Linked DNA regions of Mus musculus: region 1 is linked to region 2. Evidence: chromatin contacts called from public Hi-C data. All regions are on one chromosome and are shown on one strand. Each heading gives the region's core, a stretch centred on a gene start, on an enhancer-like site or on the middle of the called end of the contact. The rest is flanking DNA. Distances are from core to core; before and after follow the strand shown. Region 1 holds the start of Sphkap (SPHK1 interactor, AKAP domain containing). Region 2 overlaps Sphkap (SPHK1 interactor, AKAP domain containing).

Region 1 (2,700 bases), core at 70-2,569, 62 kb before region 2:
GTTCCTTTCTGGTCTAACTGATAGCTCTGTGGCTATGTCTCCAAAGATGTGCACCAAGGCTGCTACATGACCTCATTACTTCTGAGCTTTAGGCCTCCTCTAAATTGCCACCAAGGTTCTCTAAGGGCTATACAGAGCTCAAAATCTCCCCACCTTCTTTGCTCTCATAACATCTATCTGGGTGGTATTGTGGCTGGTTAGGAGAACCCTCTATTGGTGCCAATTTGTGGAGATGTCAATTGCTTCTTCCTGGAAGGGATGAAAGTCCTGATCCATGCTTAGTCTTTCTTGCACAATTGACCCTACGAGTGACTTGCATCCTTCCAGCTCAGGACACTGGAATATGAACTTCCCCCATAGCCTTTGGTGTTACAGTTTAGAGTGGGATTTTCTCCTCTAACATTCAGCCATCATGAAGCAGGTATCTGTGCATTTTCTGCCTGTCTAGGCTGTTTCTGTCATTTGGCTAGAGACCCCCACTACATTCTTTGCATGGTCAGGCCCCTAGTTGTTCTCCTTGCTTCTGCCAGAATTTTTCTATATACAATTCATAATATGGAGAGTCCTAGTTAGACTTGCAAGAAGCAAAAGGGGAAATTTTATTTATCTCATCTTCCCATTCCTGGAAGTCTCAGGGTATTCATTTTTAGTTTGCTTTTCAATTCAAAAAGAAAGGGCACAAGGTTCCATGCCCTCTTTTTAACAGAGAGTTGCTATCATCAGTGTCTTGATTTCTTTCTTTAAAAAAAAAGTCTGTTTCTGCTCAAAGAGATGCTGAGCAGACAATAGAGCATCAGTAAATCTTGCCTTCGGTTCTGAAAGCTGCCTCAGAAGGATGGCCACTGTCGCGAGTTTTTGAAACTTTTATCTCCTCATAGGGTCAAACAGGTGAGAGATGATGGTGTCCCATTTAAGGAAAATGAGTTACATGGAGACAGGAGAGAGTTAAAACAGGACAGAGGCTTAGAAGAAAGCAAAGGAGCTGGATACATTGACACAAGTGACCACGCCTGCACCTCCTGTTTTGTTGTAGAGGACAAATAGAGGGTCTTCAAGGGGATGTGTGTGCCACCAGTAGGGGCAGCGGGAAGCCAGAACTGCCAGAAGTGAGCCTGTAAATGCAGCCAAGTGGATGAACAACTTCAGGGCTGAGACTTGGTGTTCACCAGAGAAAGCAAGGGGCGGGACTGGACTAAGGGGAGGGGAGTGAGCAGGGAGCAACAGCGAAAGGCACAGAAGGCAGTCAGTCCCCCGAGACCTGGGAGGGAGGCGGGAATTAGGCTGAAGGGTCAAGTCCAGCCAGCAGTTTTCAAGATCTGAGCAGACCACAGGAGGCGCCACCAGGACATCTCTGCAGCGCTTGGTGGCCAGGGAGGAGCGAGCATCAATCTCCGCTGCGGGTCTCAGTCACTGCTGCTCCAGCCTGCACGTCTCTGTCCTCGCGCAGGGCGCTCAGGCTTCTTAGCCTTCGCCTGCGCTGTCAGCTTTTCTCTGCCTGCGGTCAACCATGGATGTCAACTCCCGGCTTTCTGTGCAAAGGTAAGACTCGCTTCTCCATATGCCTAATGTGATGTCTCTCAAACTCCGCTGGGCACTAGAGATCATAGGCAAAGTTGCTTTCCACCCTTTGCTCTCCTTAGAGATTCCCACGGAGAAGTCAAGTTCCTGCACGACTGATCCTTGGGATCGGCCCTTGAGAGGTGGGGGTGAGGGGTGGGGGCTTCAATTCTGTTAGCTACCCCACTGGGCGCCCGGCTGGGTGGGGCCTGTGTGCTGGAGCCAGGTGCCTGCCTCTAAGGCTGGGGGAGGGGGGGCTGGGGGCGGGTAGTGGTGGTGAGGTCTCCTCTGCCAGGCGAGGTATCTGGGGAATCGGGCTTTTAGTGTTATATTACCTGGAGCAGTTTTGCGCCTTGACTTGGAATGCGTTCCAAGGTGGAGAACAGAGACCTGAGGGATCAAGACCAAAGCTGATTTACCTCCAGTTCTGTTGACCTTAACCTGGGTTAGTGTTTGGGGCTTTGGAGTGAGCTACAAGGTCTTGTAGGCTTGGGGAGGGGGAGATCTCTTAGATCTCTCACTGGCACTAACCTGAGCCCACCTGTAATCCTGGGCAGAGGAGACCTCTTTGGTCCTTTAGCATCTCTGAAGCGCTAGTTCCACCTAGTGTCTGAGTCCCTTCCCCAGACCGGTAAGTCCAGCCACCTGAAAGACGTGGTTACAATGTTTTGTTGTTTGGTCTTGTGTTTCCTCTCTCTTTCCTCCTGTTCTGCTCTACTCCGGACCCAGCTGGAGAATTCAGTACTCTATGACTTTTGTTCTTCTCCCTAAAAAATATCCGGGTTGAACCGAGTCTATCTCTCAGGTGCCCAACTGAGCAGGTAGCTTTGAGCCCTTTGTGCTCTCTGCCCAGCAGGAAACTGAGCATTCGCAGTTCACACCTAGAGCTCCTAGTACTGTTGAATGCTGCAGCCTGGGCTGCCATGCTGAGATCCCACAGGCCCACCTTTCAACTCCACCGAGGCTCAGGGCTAATCTTTTAGGCTCTTACTTCTTATCTCCCCACCCCAACTCACCCCACCCCAACCAACCCCAAAAAACTAAGGTAGTTTTCAGCTGACACTGTCAAGCACTGAAATAAACAAGTTGAGCTAGAATTCTTGGGTTGCATAGGAACATAGGAAGACCCAATACTCACAGGCT
Region 2 (2,700 bases), core at 61-2,560:
AGTACCCCCCAGAGCTGTGTCTCTAGCTGCATATGTAGCAGAGGATGGCCTAGTAAGCCATCAATGGGAGGAGAGGCCCTTGGTCTTGCGAAGATCATATGCCCCAGTACAGGGGAATGCCAGGGCCAGGAAGCAGGAGTAGGTGGGTTGGGGAGCAGGGCGGAGGAGGGTATAGGGGGCTTTGGGGATAGCATTTGAAATGCAAATGAAGAAAATATCTAATAAAAAAAGGAAAAAAAAAGAAATCTGAAAAGAAGCAGGCTCCAGGAAAGGGTCAAAACTGAATCAGGAGAGAGGGCTGTGTCATTCTTCCAGGTGATGACTAAATCCCATGAGGCCCTGCAAAGAGAATGATTGCTGGAAGTGGAAGGGACAGTATTCCTCTAAGTACTTATGAGCACAATAGGGAAAATCAGTCTGGGGAAGGGGGCAATCCTCCCCAACTTTCCAAATATCTCTAGACAACTCAAATCTATCCACCTTGCGACACACCCATCAAGTGCAAGGGCTTTTGCTGCCTCTTGACCCTAGATAAAACTAGCCACTTCATTCTTGGACTATTTGGCTGGGTTTGACATTCCTCAAAGCACTTCCCTGCCTTCACATTCTTGGGACTACTTTCCAAAGATGCAGTTGGCTTTGTATGCATATTTTACTATATTTTGCCACAGGGCCTCACCTTGACCAGGCTGCCATTGCACTTCTAATCCTCCTACCTCTATCTCTCTCCTGCTGAGAATACAGTGGATGATGCTAGGTCAGGCTTCTTTATATTTTTCTCAGTGTCTCACTGAGTTCATTTGTGAGCTCAGTGAACATTTGCTAACTGACTGTTGGCTGTGGAAAGTAGAGAAGGAAAATTAAAACAAGGATGGCATATCACAAACAAAGGGGGAGAGAGAACTTGTCAGATGCTAGCAAGATCAAGAAACTGCTAAGATGGAACACAGATCCTATAAATTCCACTGCCTGCCTCTGCTAAGAGAAATCAGGTATCAATCAGCTGCCTATTTAGTTGGGTGATCTTGGTTTTGTAAACATCTTCCTATTTGGTCCCTGGAACAGCTTTCTCAAGTGGCATTGTTATCATCAAATGATGCAAGAACTGACTCTCAGAAGTCCATCAAATTGTCCAATTATACTTGATAGGTGCTTGAGATGAGGAGAGTGTGTTTTCAGTCCTTCCTCCAGATCTTAGAAGCTAAAGGCGAGCATCTTCTCCGATTTAAGTTACCAACCAAAGAAGCAGGCATTGCTCAGCCATGGTAGGACTGAGTCTAATTTGTGAGAGTCACTTCTTCCCTCTCTGTCTCATACCAAAGCTGAGGGCCTGCACCCTGCTACTGCCTGGTGAAATGAAAGCAGTTAGCTACACCGTGGAGCGGGAAGGTTTCTTTCTTTCTTATTCACAACACTCTTGGAACGTTCAGACAAGCTGCATCGTTATCGTTTTAGACTTGGGAATGCGCGGCACGCAGCGCGTTCATTATTAGCCCTCCATCTGAAATAGGCAAGCCTGGAACTAAAAATAGCAGATAACTAAACGAGCGGTGGAGAACCTGGTGAGTGGCTCTCTTTTCCCACTCAAAAAATGACTCGCTCAGCAGGAAGCTATATTCCTAACGCTTCAAAACATTAAATGTTCAAGCACATACTTTTTCCCAAGCACTTCTTATAGTTCTTTGTTCAAACCGTTAGACAAAAAAAAAAAAAGTTACAATTGTGCAACACAATAGGCCAAGTAATTTACTGAAGCTAGCATGTTTATTTTCTTTACTTGTTCTCTGATCAGTCTTTAAAAAAAATTCCCATATCATGTGTATAAGTGTGTGCCTGACTTTGTGTGTATGTGTTTATGTGCATCATGTATGTGTATGTTCCTATAAAGGTCATAAGAGGATTCCCTGGAAATGTAATCACAGACAGTCGTGAGCCACTTAATACGGATGCTGGAAGTAAATCCAAATCCTGTGCAAGAGCAGCGAGTGTGCTTAGCTTCAAAGCCTCCTCTCCACTTCCCTCCCTCCTCCCCTCTCCTTCCCCATTTTTTCCTCATTGTTTTTTTCAGTTTGTTTGGTGGAGACAGGGTTTCTCTGTGTAGCCCCAATGTCCTGCACTCTGCAGACCAGGGTGGTCTTAAATTCAGAGATCCCCCTGCCTCTGCCTCTGCCTCTGCCTCTGCCCCTGCCCCTGCCCCCTGCCCCCTGCCCCCTGCCCCCTGCCCCCTGCCCCCTGCCCCCTGCCCCCTGCCCCCTGCCCCCTGCCCCCTGCCCCTAATGGTCACTGCTACCGGGCTTCTCCCCACCCTCTTCAGCTTCTTATCGTTAGGAAGTGTGAAGTATGAAAGGGAAGATTACATTATGCTTCGTACAAGGGTAGTGTTTACCTCAGATAGCCTGATACTATGATTTTACTAAGAGAAATTGGGCCAGAAGCTAGGAGGGATTAAGAGTTAGCTGACAGAGAATCAGGACTGGCACACAACTTTCAACTAGGGTCCTTAACTTAGACCAGTTGACCCAAATGTAAGATGCATGAGACAACACTATCTCACAAAGATTCTGGCTTGCGTTGAGGCCCTGATATCTGAGAGGCTGGTTCTGATGCTACTTTTGTGTCAAACAATCCATGGGCCCCCGTGGTCAAGGGCAGAGAAAAGAATAACTTTCAAGATGGCTACCTACAGTTGGTCAGGTACTT

What was found. Hi-C and Micro-C count contacts between places; a contact is called where the count stands out from the background.
Region 1: a contact with region 2 is called in a Hi-C map of cortical neurons, with 2.5 times the contacts expected there. The contact joins the promoter of Sphkap here to the enhancer-like site in region 2. A contact is called at or near these places in 1 of 39 promoter capture datasets (stem cell-derived epiblast-like cells), 8 of 484 Hi-C or Micro-C datasets (the HL-1 cell line, cerebellar granule neurons, cerebellum and 3 more), 2 of 115 datasets of contacts at active chromatin or transcription factors (heart atrium and neural progenitor cells) and 2 of 9 other capture datasets (liver and pancreatic islet).

What each region holds. Positions count from the first base shown.
Region 1 is chr1:83,406,819-83,409,518 of GRCm38.p6, reverse strand. Sphkap (SPHK1 interactor, AKAP domain containing) reads left to right here and starts at 1,319. Exons shown (of 12, transcript NM_001356547.1): 1 at 1,319-1,539. The coding sequence starts at 1,512.
Region 2 is chr1:83,344,516-83,347,215 of GRCm38.p6, reverse strand. All of the region lies in intron 3 of Sphkap (SPHK1 interactor, AKAP domain containing), which reads left to right. Among named protein-coding and RNA genes, the nearest start is that of Sphkap, 62 kb to the left of the region's middle. Within about 2 kb of position 1,310, at least 23 of the 459 cell types and tissues checked have an H3K27ac peak or open chromatin away from gene starts, as enhancers often do. A contact at or near this core is called in cerebellar granule neurons, cortical neurons, heart atrium and 1 more, where this site is marked.